Linked DNA regions of Rattus norvegicus: region 1 is linked to region 2. A link is a contact called in public HiChIP or PLAC-seq data. All regions are on one chromosome and are shown on one strand. The core of a region is the stretch at or near the end of the contact, and the rest is flanking DNA. Distances in the headings are between cores, read along the strand shown.

Region 1 (5,301 bases), core at 1,126-3,625, 39 kb after region 2:
GTATGTCAGCCTGGTCATGTCCTTCGAAGAGCTGTCCAGTAGAGAATAACCCATCCACAGGTAGTGCTTGGGCCATGCCAGGGGACACCTCTCGCCTCCACACCCATCCAAGATGGCCCTATGGACATTTCTGGGAGGGACTGCAGAGAGTGTCTACCCAGCCCAAAGCCTTCCAACCAGCAGGCTTTCAAGGAGCCCATTCTTAGTAGAAGCAGAGTTCAGCAGGCCCAGGAGCATGAATCAGAGGGAGGTAGGGGCACAATTTAAAAGGCTGTTCCACGATGAGGGAGGGAGGGAGGTGACAGAAAGAGAGCTGGGGCCTGAAAGACCTCACCAACAAGTTCCAGAGATACTTGGGGTATCTGATCTTCAAGTGTACTTGCCTGACTGGCCAGAGATTCTCCTTTGGCACAAGCCTTTGGTGCCATCTGCTGGTCGCTCTTTGTGCATCTTTGGGTGACTGTTAGATACCTTGTATCTAGCGTGGGGACTGTCCGGTGACTGTTAGATACTTTGTATCTAGCATGGGGACTGTCCTGCATCCCACATTGCTAGTGGATCAAATGCTGGCCAGGATCATCTGGATCCTCCGTGTACTGTGCAGAGACTGAGGGCAGAGGCTATGCTCTTCAGTTAATCTACCACCCTGCCAGATTAGTCCTCAGGTCTCAGGGGCTCCAGCCTCTCAGCTCAGATAAGCCCCCAGGGGACCCAGTCTTTCCAGCAGTCTTATCTCCAAGATGGTTGGCGCCACCCTTAAGGGGGTCTCAAGAACCTGTATCTGCTTCTTCATCTAACCCTACTAGCCCTACCCCATCCTCTTACACATGCTGTTGCTTCCACATAGCTGAGGAGGCTCCAGACCTCTAAGCCCAAGCAGCTTCCCCTGCCCCAGGAGCTCCCAACTCTTCACTCTCATGTGCTCTCTCAGGCCCCACCTAACATCTGGCTCAGGCCTCTGGGTTCTTGGAAGTTGTCCCTACTTCTCTTAAGGGCCTTTCCCCACCTCTAGGTCCTTTTTTAAAAAGTAGGGAGCTGGGTGTGGTGGCGTACACATTTAATCTCAGAAATCAAGAAACAGAGGCAGGAGGAGGATCTATGTGAATTGGAAGTCAGGTTGGTCTACACACCAAGTTCCAGCCCAGCCAAGGTTACATAGTTGTTTTTTTTTTTAAGTCAAACTCTTTACTTTTAAATAATTTTTAATTATCTTGGTTTTTTATGCATGTGAATGTTTGCCTGCACATGTTTACATGAACACCACATACACCACACGTGTGCTCGGTGCACACAAAGGCTGATATCAGACTCTCTGGAACTGGAGTGATAGATAGTTGTGGGTGCTGGAACCCCAATCCTGGTCCTCTACAGCAGTAACTGATCCTAAAGGTCTAGACGGCTCTCCTTTTAAATTCTGTGGAGCCCAACCTCACAGAGCACGTGCTGACCTCATGCTTCTGATGTGGCTGAGGATGGCCTTGGACTCCTAATGCCTCCGCCTCTCGAGTGCTGGGATGATAGGCATGCACCCGGTTTTATGTCCTGCTGAGGATAGAGGGAAACATTCTGCCAACAGAGCTAGAACCTCCAGAACCTTTCCAGAAGAATCGCTGAGGACCACCGATTGGTCGCAGGCACCTGGTGAGGAGGCAGAAGCATTGCAGCCTCAGGGCAAGTAAGCCTGGGACCTTCCCTATTCACTCTTTTCTGTTGAGTATCACTATCCATGGCCTGCAAATGACAGAGAGCAAACAAGAACCACACACCGCCAAGCACTGTCCTCAACACTGGGTGATCTCAGCCAGGCTTGAAGGTGCAGGTCCAGACCAAGAATGAAACACAAAAGGCCAGGTCACCCGAGCTGGGGTTCAAATGCAACTTTCTTAACTGTAACACACCTCACAATTCCTACCCAGCAGGTCAGTATGAGAGAGGGGAAAGTCAGCACTGTCTATGAGAACCCAGCTGAAGAGGCTCTGCCCATAGATTGGGCAGGTTTGCCCTAGACAAGAAGGGAGAATGAGGGGTTGGGGATTTAGCTCAGTGGTAGAGCGCTTGCCTAGCATGCGCAAGGCCCTGAGTTCGGTCCCCAGCTCCGGAAAAAAAAAAAAAAAAGAAGGGAGAATGAAGTTAAAATCCCCAACCCCGGGGTTGGGGATTTAGCTCAGTGGTAGAGCGCTTGCCTAGCAAGCACAAGGCCCTGGGTTCGGTCCCCAGCTCTGAAAAAAAAAAAAAAAATTTAAAGTAAAATCCCCAACCCCAGAGTTGGTTTCCAAGCTACTTAGCCAATAAGCTCTTCGTGTATGGGACTGCTGTGGCTATGCTCTGTGCCTAGCGCCACCACCAGCAAATATTTCCATGAACAAGACCCATCTCTGTTTGGGAACAAGCATTTCTTTGTGGCCTGCCAACCTCCTAACCACCCACGGCAGGCCATAGATGCCTGCGGCTACTCAAGCCATTCAAAACACGGGCCTTCCCACACCACCCAGAAAGGGCTTTCCCTTCTTTCTTAGAAAACGATACAAAATAGTTGGCTCCTCAAGATATTTGGAGGAATGGCAGAGAAGGTGAGATGTCCCTTCTACCTGGACGGCCCAGCACAAGATGCCCATGTTACCTGGGGACAGTGATGCTTAGCCAAAGTGGCACTACAAGTCCCATGAAGGGACCCTTGGCAGGGGGGAATGCTGGGAAAATGCTTTGTGTGTGGAGAAGCAGAAAGGATCTCTCCTGGTCCTAAAAGTGAGAGTTCCCCTAGGAGAACTGGATGCAACTTGACAGGCAAAACTGTCAAGTGCCTGAGAGAAAGCACAGAGAACTTGTGCTCACACAAGAAGACATGAATTAGAGTTCAAAGAGACAGTGTGTACGTACAACGACAGGGCACAGAGCGGAGAGGAGTGATGGCAGAGCTGTACCACTCTGAACATACAAAGCACAGAGTCCCTTGCCAGGCATGGTGACTCATATCTGTAATGTTAGCTTTTGGAAGACTGAAGCAGGAGGATTGCCATGAGCTTGAGGCCAGCATGGGCTTATAGTGCTATCCTGCCCCCCAAAGAACCAAAACCAGCCTTCTTTTGTGGATCAGTGCTCCCCAAAGTGCTGTCGAGAGACACCTTTACACACTGAGTGGTCTTAGATGCACACCTCAGTGTGGGTGGTATTTGGGAAGCACAGCTGCTTAAAGACTTCCATCAAGATTTGAGGTAAAGGCAAGTAGCAGGGGATGGGGAGAAGCTTGGGGTCTAGTTCAAGAGGGCCCTTAGATACTTGGTTAGGACTATGCATATAGGAGGCTAATTCCTTCATGTGCAATGGGCTAATAACTAAGGTGAGTTCCAAAGCTCAGAAAGCCCTGCTAGCTATCCACCTACAGGTCCTGAGCAAGAACTTTCTGAAGGGCTGGAGAGATGGCTCGGTGGTTAAGAGAGCTGGCTGCTCCCCTAGAGAAGCTGGGTTCAGTTTCCAGCACCCACGTGGCAGTTCGAAACTGCCTCAAAATGAAATAATGCAATATAATAAACAAAAAAACTTTCTGTAACTTCCCAAACAAGGTCTTTGAAACCTCATCTTCCTGGTATGGGTCCCTGCATGGAGTGCAACAGAGATGCATATGTGTGCACACACTTGAGTGCAAGAGTTCAGCGGCACTCCTCTGTGGTGGCTTCTTCTTTAGTTCCTTGCCTTAGTGTGGTGGTTTGAACAAAAATGGCCCCCATAGGTCCGTAGGGAGGGGCTCTCACAGGAGGTGTGGCTTTTTTGGAGGAAGTGCATCACTAGGAGGTGGGCTTTGAGGTCTCAGCTGCTCAAGCTTGGACAGTGTGTCACTGTTACTTCCCGCGGCCTGTGGGATTCAGATGTAGAGCACTCAGCTATTTCCAGCACCGTGTGCCTGCATGCCACCATGACCATAATGGACTAAACCTCTGAAACTGTAAACCAGCCCCAATTAGATGTTTTCCACTCTTAAGAGTTGCTGTGGTTGTGGTATCTCTTCACAGCCATAAAACTAAGACACTTAGCTACCCTGATCAGGGATCGTAACCAGGACTCCAAATGAGACCTTTCTTCCCAGAGTTGGCTTGGGTCATGATGTTTTATCAGAGCAATTAGAAACCTAAGACACCAATCCAGCACTCTACCACTGAGCTAGATCCCCAGACCCGTCCACCATATTTTCTGAGGTAGTTCTCTCATTATAACTGGAGCTTACTTCTTTAGCTATTGGCTGGGGAGCGAGACCTTGGGATCCACCTCTGTGAGCCCCGAGTTCTGCAGTTACAGGTTGCCACAGCTACAGATGCCTCACCCAGCCGATGCTGTGGATCTGAACTCAGGTCCTCAAGGTTTTGATGAGCTCTGAAATCCAAACCCAAGGCATCTTGCACGCTACGTAAGCCTTGCCAACTGAATTACATCCTCAGCCCAACCCTGGCTTTCCTTCTTTCTTTTTTGTCAGGCTTTCTCATTCCTCTTCTCAGGATGGGGGCCCCTGTGCATTTTACAGGTAGATAACCTCTTGGGCTCTCAAGGCTGGATCCCTTCCCACCACCAGGGCAATCTTTTCATCTGCTGATGTTGTTCATGCCTTACATGACCTCTGAGTTGACCTGTGTGGTAAGATCCCAGCAAATCGTCTAGCAGCCGGGGCTCAAGTTCAAGGTGGTGCCCCAGAAGAGACAGTACATGCAGGCTGAGCAGGGCGTACTGCAGCAATGGTGATCAGAGGCCCTTAGTTCTCTCTCCTTCCCTCCCACCTTCCTCTTTAACATCGCTCCCCTGCTTCCTACAGCCCCAGGCCTTGGCCACACTTCTTCCTCCTAGTAAATACCAGTTAGAAGAGGATAAATTCCTGTGCTGGACCCTGAGAGATCAAGTTAAATACTCAATGGCCCCACTCAGCTGGTGTTCACATTGGGCCTGTGGGGACCTCACTTGCACCACCAGTTGGGCCAGCTCTGTGGCAGGAAGAGGAAGATGGTCTTGCACAAAAGAAAACAGAAGTTTCCAGTTTCTCTGTATGCTTGCAAGGAATGCAACTTCAAAACAACCATTTAATTCTTCCATTCTACTTCCTCATTACTGGAGTTTTTAGGGCCAAAGATTGAGCCTTTGCTCCAACAAGCTGGGCTTGACCACTGAGCCTAAACACACCAATTAAAGAGACAGTCCTAGTTCAAAAAGCAGAGAAAGAAGATTTAATTCATTATGGCTACATTGAGAATAATAAGTAGAGTATACAAGTGTCCAATAAACCCCACCTACCCAGGGACCAAGTAACTTCCTGGAATGTTG
Region 2 (5,309 bases), core at 1,451-3,950:
GCCAGGACAAACAGGGTTATACAGAGAGACTCTGTCTTAGGACAGGACAGGACAGGACAGGACAGGACAGGACAGGACAGGACAGGACAGGAGAGGAGAGGAGAGGAGAAGAGAGGAGAGGAGAGGAGAGGAGAGAGAAAAAGAAAAAGAAAAAGAAAAAAAGAAAAAGAAAAAGAAAGAAGCTCCAGGAAAGAGACCAGAAATGGCTCAGCAGTTAAGAGAGTACTGTTTTCCGGTCCACAGCTCCGAAAAAAAGAACCAAAAAAAAAAAAAAAGAGAATACTGTTTTCTCTTCTGAAGGTCCTGGGTTCAATTCCCAGCAGCCGCATAGTTGCTTACAACTCCCTATAACTCCAGTTCCAAAAGAACAGAAGCCTTTTTGTGACTTCAACGGGGATCAAGCAAACATGTGGTATATCTACACATGCAGGCAAAGCAACCACACACATTAAATACATTAACTTAAAAAAAAAAAAAAAAAAAAAAGAACTCTGGGAAGAGAGCAGTATGGCTCAGAAATTTCAAGCACACTGTTCTTTCTGAGGCCCAAGCACCCATGTTAGGTTCTCACAACCATGTGTAACTCTAGCTCCATAAGGAATTGCAGACACCTGCAATCACATATATACACATAAAAATAAATATATATCTTCTTTTAAAAAGCTCTAGGGGGTTGGGGATTTAGCTCAGCGGTAGAGCACTTGCCTAGCTAGCGCAAGGCCCTGGGTTCGGTCCCCAGCTCCGAAAAAAAGAAGAAAAAAAAAAAAAAAAAAAAAAAAGCTCTAGGAAGCTTCCCTCACTCTTGTAACTGGATCTAGACTTCAGGTAAATAGGGCAGAAAACAAGCAGAACCAAGGCTTCTCCACCACTGTGCTCCAGTCCTAATGGTCTGAACAAACACCCACCTAGAGTTAAGCTTCAGCTCTGATGTGCCCTGATTAAAACCCCAACACCAAGCCTGCAGCTTCATATTGGAAATAACAAAACAAGAAGCATGGCAAAATGGTGGTCTTCCAAGGGTTCAGGTAGACAAGCATAAAATCCAGAGCTCCAACTGGCAGGGAGTTCAACACGCAGGAAGGTCAAAGGGTGGGGGGATTTAGTGGAGTTGTAGGAGGCAGTGTGGTGTGGTGTCACCTGTACAGGGTGATACAGCTTAGCTCAAGGCTCTATTTGTCATGAAACATGAGAATCGGGGTGCTCTATGTGTCAAGAAAACAGAAGGAACAAAATGGAAAGCTAAGTAATGAAGGAGGGATATCTGCATAGGAAAAGACTTAGAAGATGCAGCATGGAGACTCTCATGCCACTATGTTTAAGCAAGGCTGGTGTCTGCATCGTTAACTTTGAAAGGTTGCCTGCCTTGGATAACTCTCCTGCCCTGCTCAGGTCACACTTAGACCTGAACTGGCCTTTGAGACAGACAGGTCTACCAGCAGTAATGCTGCTGACCATACCTGGAACACCTCCAGGACAGAATTCATATCTGACCCATCTGTGCTATCAGCTCCCAGGAAGCAGCAGGAGAGGACAAGGCAGGTAGTAGAAACTGAGAAAGTTCCAAAAGGTAAAAAAGACAGGGGTTGGGGATTTAGCTCAGTGGTAGAGCGCTTGCCTAACAAGCGCAAGGCCCTGGGTTCGGTCCCCAGCTCCGAAAAAAAAAAAAAAAAAAAAAGACAAAGAGCAGAGAGGCACACTCACACAAGAGAAAGGAACAAGTCAGTATACAGTGCAGAGCCAGGCTAGTGGAGGGAGGAAAGGAGGGAGGGAGGGAGGGAGGGAGGGAGGGAGGGAGGGAGGGAGAGAGAGAGACAGAGAGAGAGACAGAGAGACAGAGAGACAGAGAGAGAGAGACAGAGAGAGAGAGACAGAGAGAGACAGAGAGACAGAGAGAGAGATTATGCAGGGCGATGTGCAATGCAGAGCAGGGACAGAGCAAGTGTGCAAGGCATTGTTCGATGCATGGGCAGGTGCAGAGAAGGTGTTCAGGCATTGTTAAGTGCTCGGGCAAGTGTGAAGTGCACAGGTGGTGCAGAGCATGGCATGTGTGTAGGTAGGGCAGGTGTCAGGTGCAGGGACAGGTATATGGTGCATGGACAGGGGCAGGGCAGGTGTGCAGGTCACTGTGAGGTGCACTGGCAGGGCAGGTGCTAAGCAGATGTGCAGGACAGGTGGAAGAGAGCCTTCCCTGTGAGACAGATGTGCATGACAGATGCATAATGCATATGGGAAGCAGCCTGTGCATGGTGCATGTGTTCAGGGCTTGTACGCGGGAACCCGGTGAGGCGCGAGGCCGGCGGGCGCACTTGCCTGCAAAGGCGGCGGCGGCGGCGGCCTCATCAGGGCTGGGCAGAGCCTCGGTACCCATATCCATGTGCCCAGATTCGGCCGCCATCACCGCCACAGCCGTGACCCGCCGCGTCTCGCGCTCCGCCTCGGAGTCTGCGTCCTCCTCCGAGTCCTCGTCTCTGCTTAACACCGGCTCCTCCGCCTCGCTTTCCGCTGCGGCCGCGGCGGCCGCCGCCACAGCGGCAGCGGCCGCCACCGCTGCCGCCTCGGCCAGGCCCAGCTGTTTTGCCGCCGAGTCCGAGTCCTCCATACGGACTCCACCGAGTCCGCCCGAAGGCGCTGTCCGGGACCGCCCGAAGCGCCAGGCACCGAGCCCGAAGCGGGGCCCGAAGAGGCCGCCCGAGTTGGGCCGAGGCCGCCCGAAGCCACCGCCCGAGCAGCGACCGAAGAGGCAGTCTGACGCCCGCCGAACCGAGCCGAAGCTGCCCGCAGAGCCGAGCTAATGTCCCGAGTGTAGAACCGAGGCTCTCCGAAGTTTCCCGAAGTGCAGAATCGAGCTAGTACGAATGGTCCCGAAGTTTCACGAAACCTTACGAGCGTTTCTTCCTCGCTGTCTAGGAAGCTGATCTGACTGTAGTCACTAACCGATGGAGCTGGCTGGCTCTGGGTAGTTTCTCGCCGGCTTCCAACGAAATTTAGGTTCGCGGACAGACACTGGAGCCACTAGATTTTTTCAACCCCCTCTGGCGGCGGCGGAAGCCGAACCCATACGAGGCCTAGCCGAACTCCGCCGAATGCCTCCGAGCAGAGTTCTCCGGAGCCTCAGTGCCCGCCTCCTTCTATCCGAAAGCTCCCGAGTGTTGCCGGACGGGAGAATCGGGCCTCGGCCGCGGTCGGACGCTCGCTGCAGCGCGCGGCGGGAGGAGTGAAGATGGCGGGAGGGTGCGGCCAAGAGGCTGCTGGGATTGTGGCGGACCCAGCGGCAAAATGGCGGCCGTGCGGCCAGGTGAGGCGGGCGGGGCTGTGCGATCGCCGGGACAATGTGGTCATGCTGTCACGATGAAAGGCTATTTGGGCTGGCTCCGCAAACTTCTCTGATTGTTACCTCGCTATTCCGGAACCTGGTGGCTTAAGCCCGCTAGTCCGGATTTCTGCGCCGCAGTTGGAGAGGGGGAGGAGGGGCCATGTCTTCCGGTTGGGCGTGGGAGCATTTCGGATGTCCAGACGGCTGTCCTGAAGCTTGTCTCTGTATTCCAGTGACATATCTGAGGCACACACTGGGAGACCCCCCGTATACAACCATATCACAACTCCTGCGACCCGGGGTCCACCTGTGGATTACCCAGAGTACACTATAGTGACATACGAAGTACACAATTGTATTTCACTAAAGCTGACATTCATGGCATACCTATGGCTCATCCAGAGCACACCCATGTCATACCCGCTGCTCACCCTGAGTACGCCCTTGGCACACCTATTTCTTGCACTAAACCCTTGGCACACCGGACTAACACATTGAAAATACCCAAGACAACCATAGTATATATTCAGCTCACCCCTGTCATACCCACAATACACTCATGTTGCTCACTCGAGATGTAAGAATAAGTAAGAATTAAGTTTGTAGGAAAAAACTAAAAGATGATGGTTTAGTTGACCTCAAACAGCTAAAGCAGGCTTGTGCCATAGGATGATCAGGGCACAGGATCCAGTCACTCAATGACACCACTTCGAGACAATAAACTACATGCTTTAGACTCATAGGTTTTTGTAGCTAAGGGTAGGGAAAGGGTGCTTGTTAAGTGCATTCTAGATAAGTTAGCTGTTTTCCTTAGACAAACTGGTTTTGGAATTTCAGGGTCTTTTGTCTCTTTGTACCCGTGGAGTATCTGGGGTAAGGGTCATCTGCTCTTCTGGATTCTGGTGTCTGAAGTCAAGGTCAGCTGCTTTTCTTCAGCTCTGAAATACTTGGCTTTCTGGAACTTTGAGCTAAAATTCAGTCCCTTGGCTTTGATGGGATTTTTTTTTTTTTTAACCAGGTATAGCTGTGACACACCCTAGGGAACACCTTGTCATACCTGCAGCTTACCACACATTCATTCATGGTATGCCTCTGGCATGCACTGAGATATGCTCAAGATATTCATAGCATACATTCAGCTCATTCCAAGTACACCTATAGTTCTCAGCACCTCCATAGCATACCTGAGGTATACCTTGGGTAAAGCCATGGCAAACCTGGTACACACCAGACACAGCCATGGCATAATGATGTCATCTTACCCTGGATGAGTACACACCCGTGTGTATACGCGCGCTCGTGTACACACACACACACACACACACACACACACACACACACACACACACCCCTCTGGCTTACTTGAGTCTCAGACAGCCAGACAGTGCTATAGCTAATATTTCACTATGGCTGAGTCCCAGGCCAAATGAGGAGGTCTGGGCCTAGATGATATGGGCAGGCAGGGCCAAGTACCAGCAATATGAGTCAGAAGCTGGTCGTAGCCAGCTCAGACCAGTGCATCCATTTCCCCAAATGTTCCTTAATGGAACACATGTCAGAAATGTGATTGTACTACACATGCAGCCTTGCCTGTCACCTCCCACTGTATGCTTTGTTTAATAGCTACCACAGAGGGGTTGAGGATTTAGCTCAGTGGTAGAGCGCTTGCCTAGCAAGCGCAAGGCCCTGGGTTCGGTCCTCAGCTCCAGTAAAAAAAAAAAAAAAAAATAGCTACCACAGACTTGGGAGTGCTATTGTTGTGTGCATGTTTACAGTAAAAAGGAAATCCTGGGCGAGAAAATGGTCTTGAAATTAAGTTGTATAAAACACCCAGTTTCCAGTCTGGGCTTTTGACTGTCTCCACTAATCCAGCAATTAAGAGGCCGAGTCAGGAAGATGGCTATTAGTTCCAGGCCAAACAAGTCAGAACTAAGTAGTGAGGCCTTATCTCAAACTTGAAACAAACAAACAAAAAACAGTATGATCCTAGCATTTG

The links. HiChIP or PLAC-seq counts read pairs in DNA pulled down with a chosen protein or histone mark.
Region 1: a contact with region 2 is called in an H3K27ac HiChIP or PLAC-seq map of oligodendrocytes, with 2.7 times the contacts expected there. The contact joins the enhancer-like site here to the promoter of Deaf1 in region 2. A contact is called at or near these places in 5 of 12 Hi-C or Micro-C datasets (Schwann cells, frontal cortex, liver and 2 more) and 1 of 1 datasets of contacts at active chromatin or transcription factors (oligodendrocytes).

What each region holds. Positions count from the first base shown.
Region 1 is chr1:205,901,261-205,906,561 of GRCr8, forward strand. No RefSeq gene overlaps it. Among named protein-coding and RNA genes, the nearest start is that of Taldo1, 19 kb to the right of the region's middle. Within about 2 kb of position 2,376, at least 40 of the 93 cell types and tissues checked have an H3K27ac peak or open chromatin away from gene starts, as enhancers often do. A contact at or near this core is called in Schwann cells, where this site is marked.
Region 2 is chr1:205,862,406-205,867,714 of GRCr8, forward strand. Deaf1 (DEAF1 transcription factor) reads right to left here and starts at 2,701. Exons shown (of 12, transcript NM_031801.2): 1 at 2,311-2,701. The coding sequence starts at 2,599. It overlaps Tmem80 (transmembrane protein 80), which reads left to right and starts at 3,159. Exons shown (of 5, transcript NM_001402263.1): 1 at 3,159-3,295. The coding sequence starts at 3,277.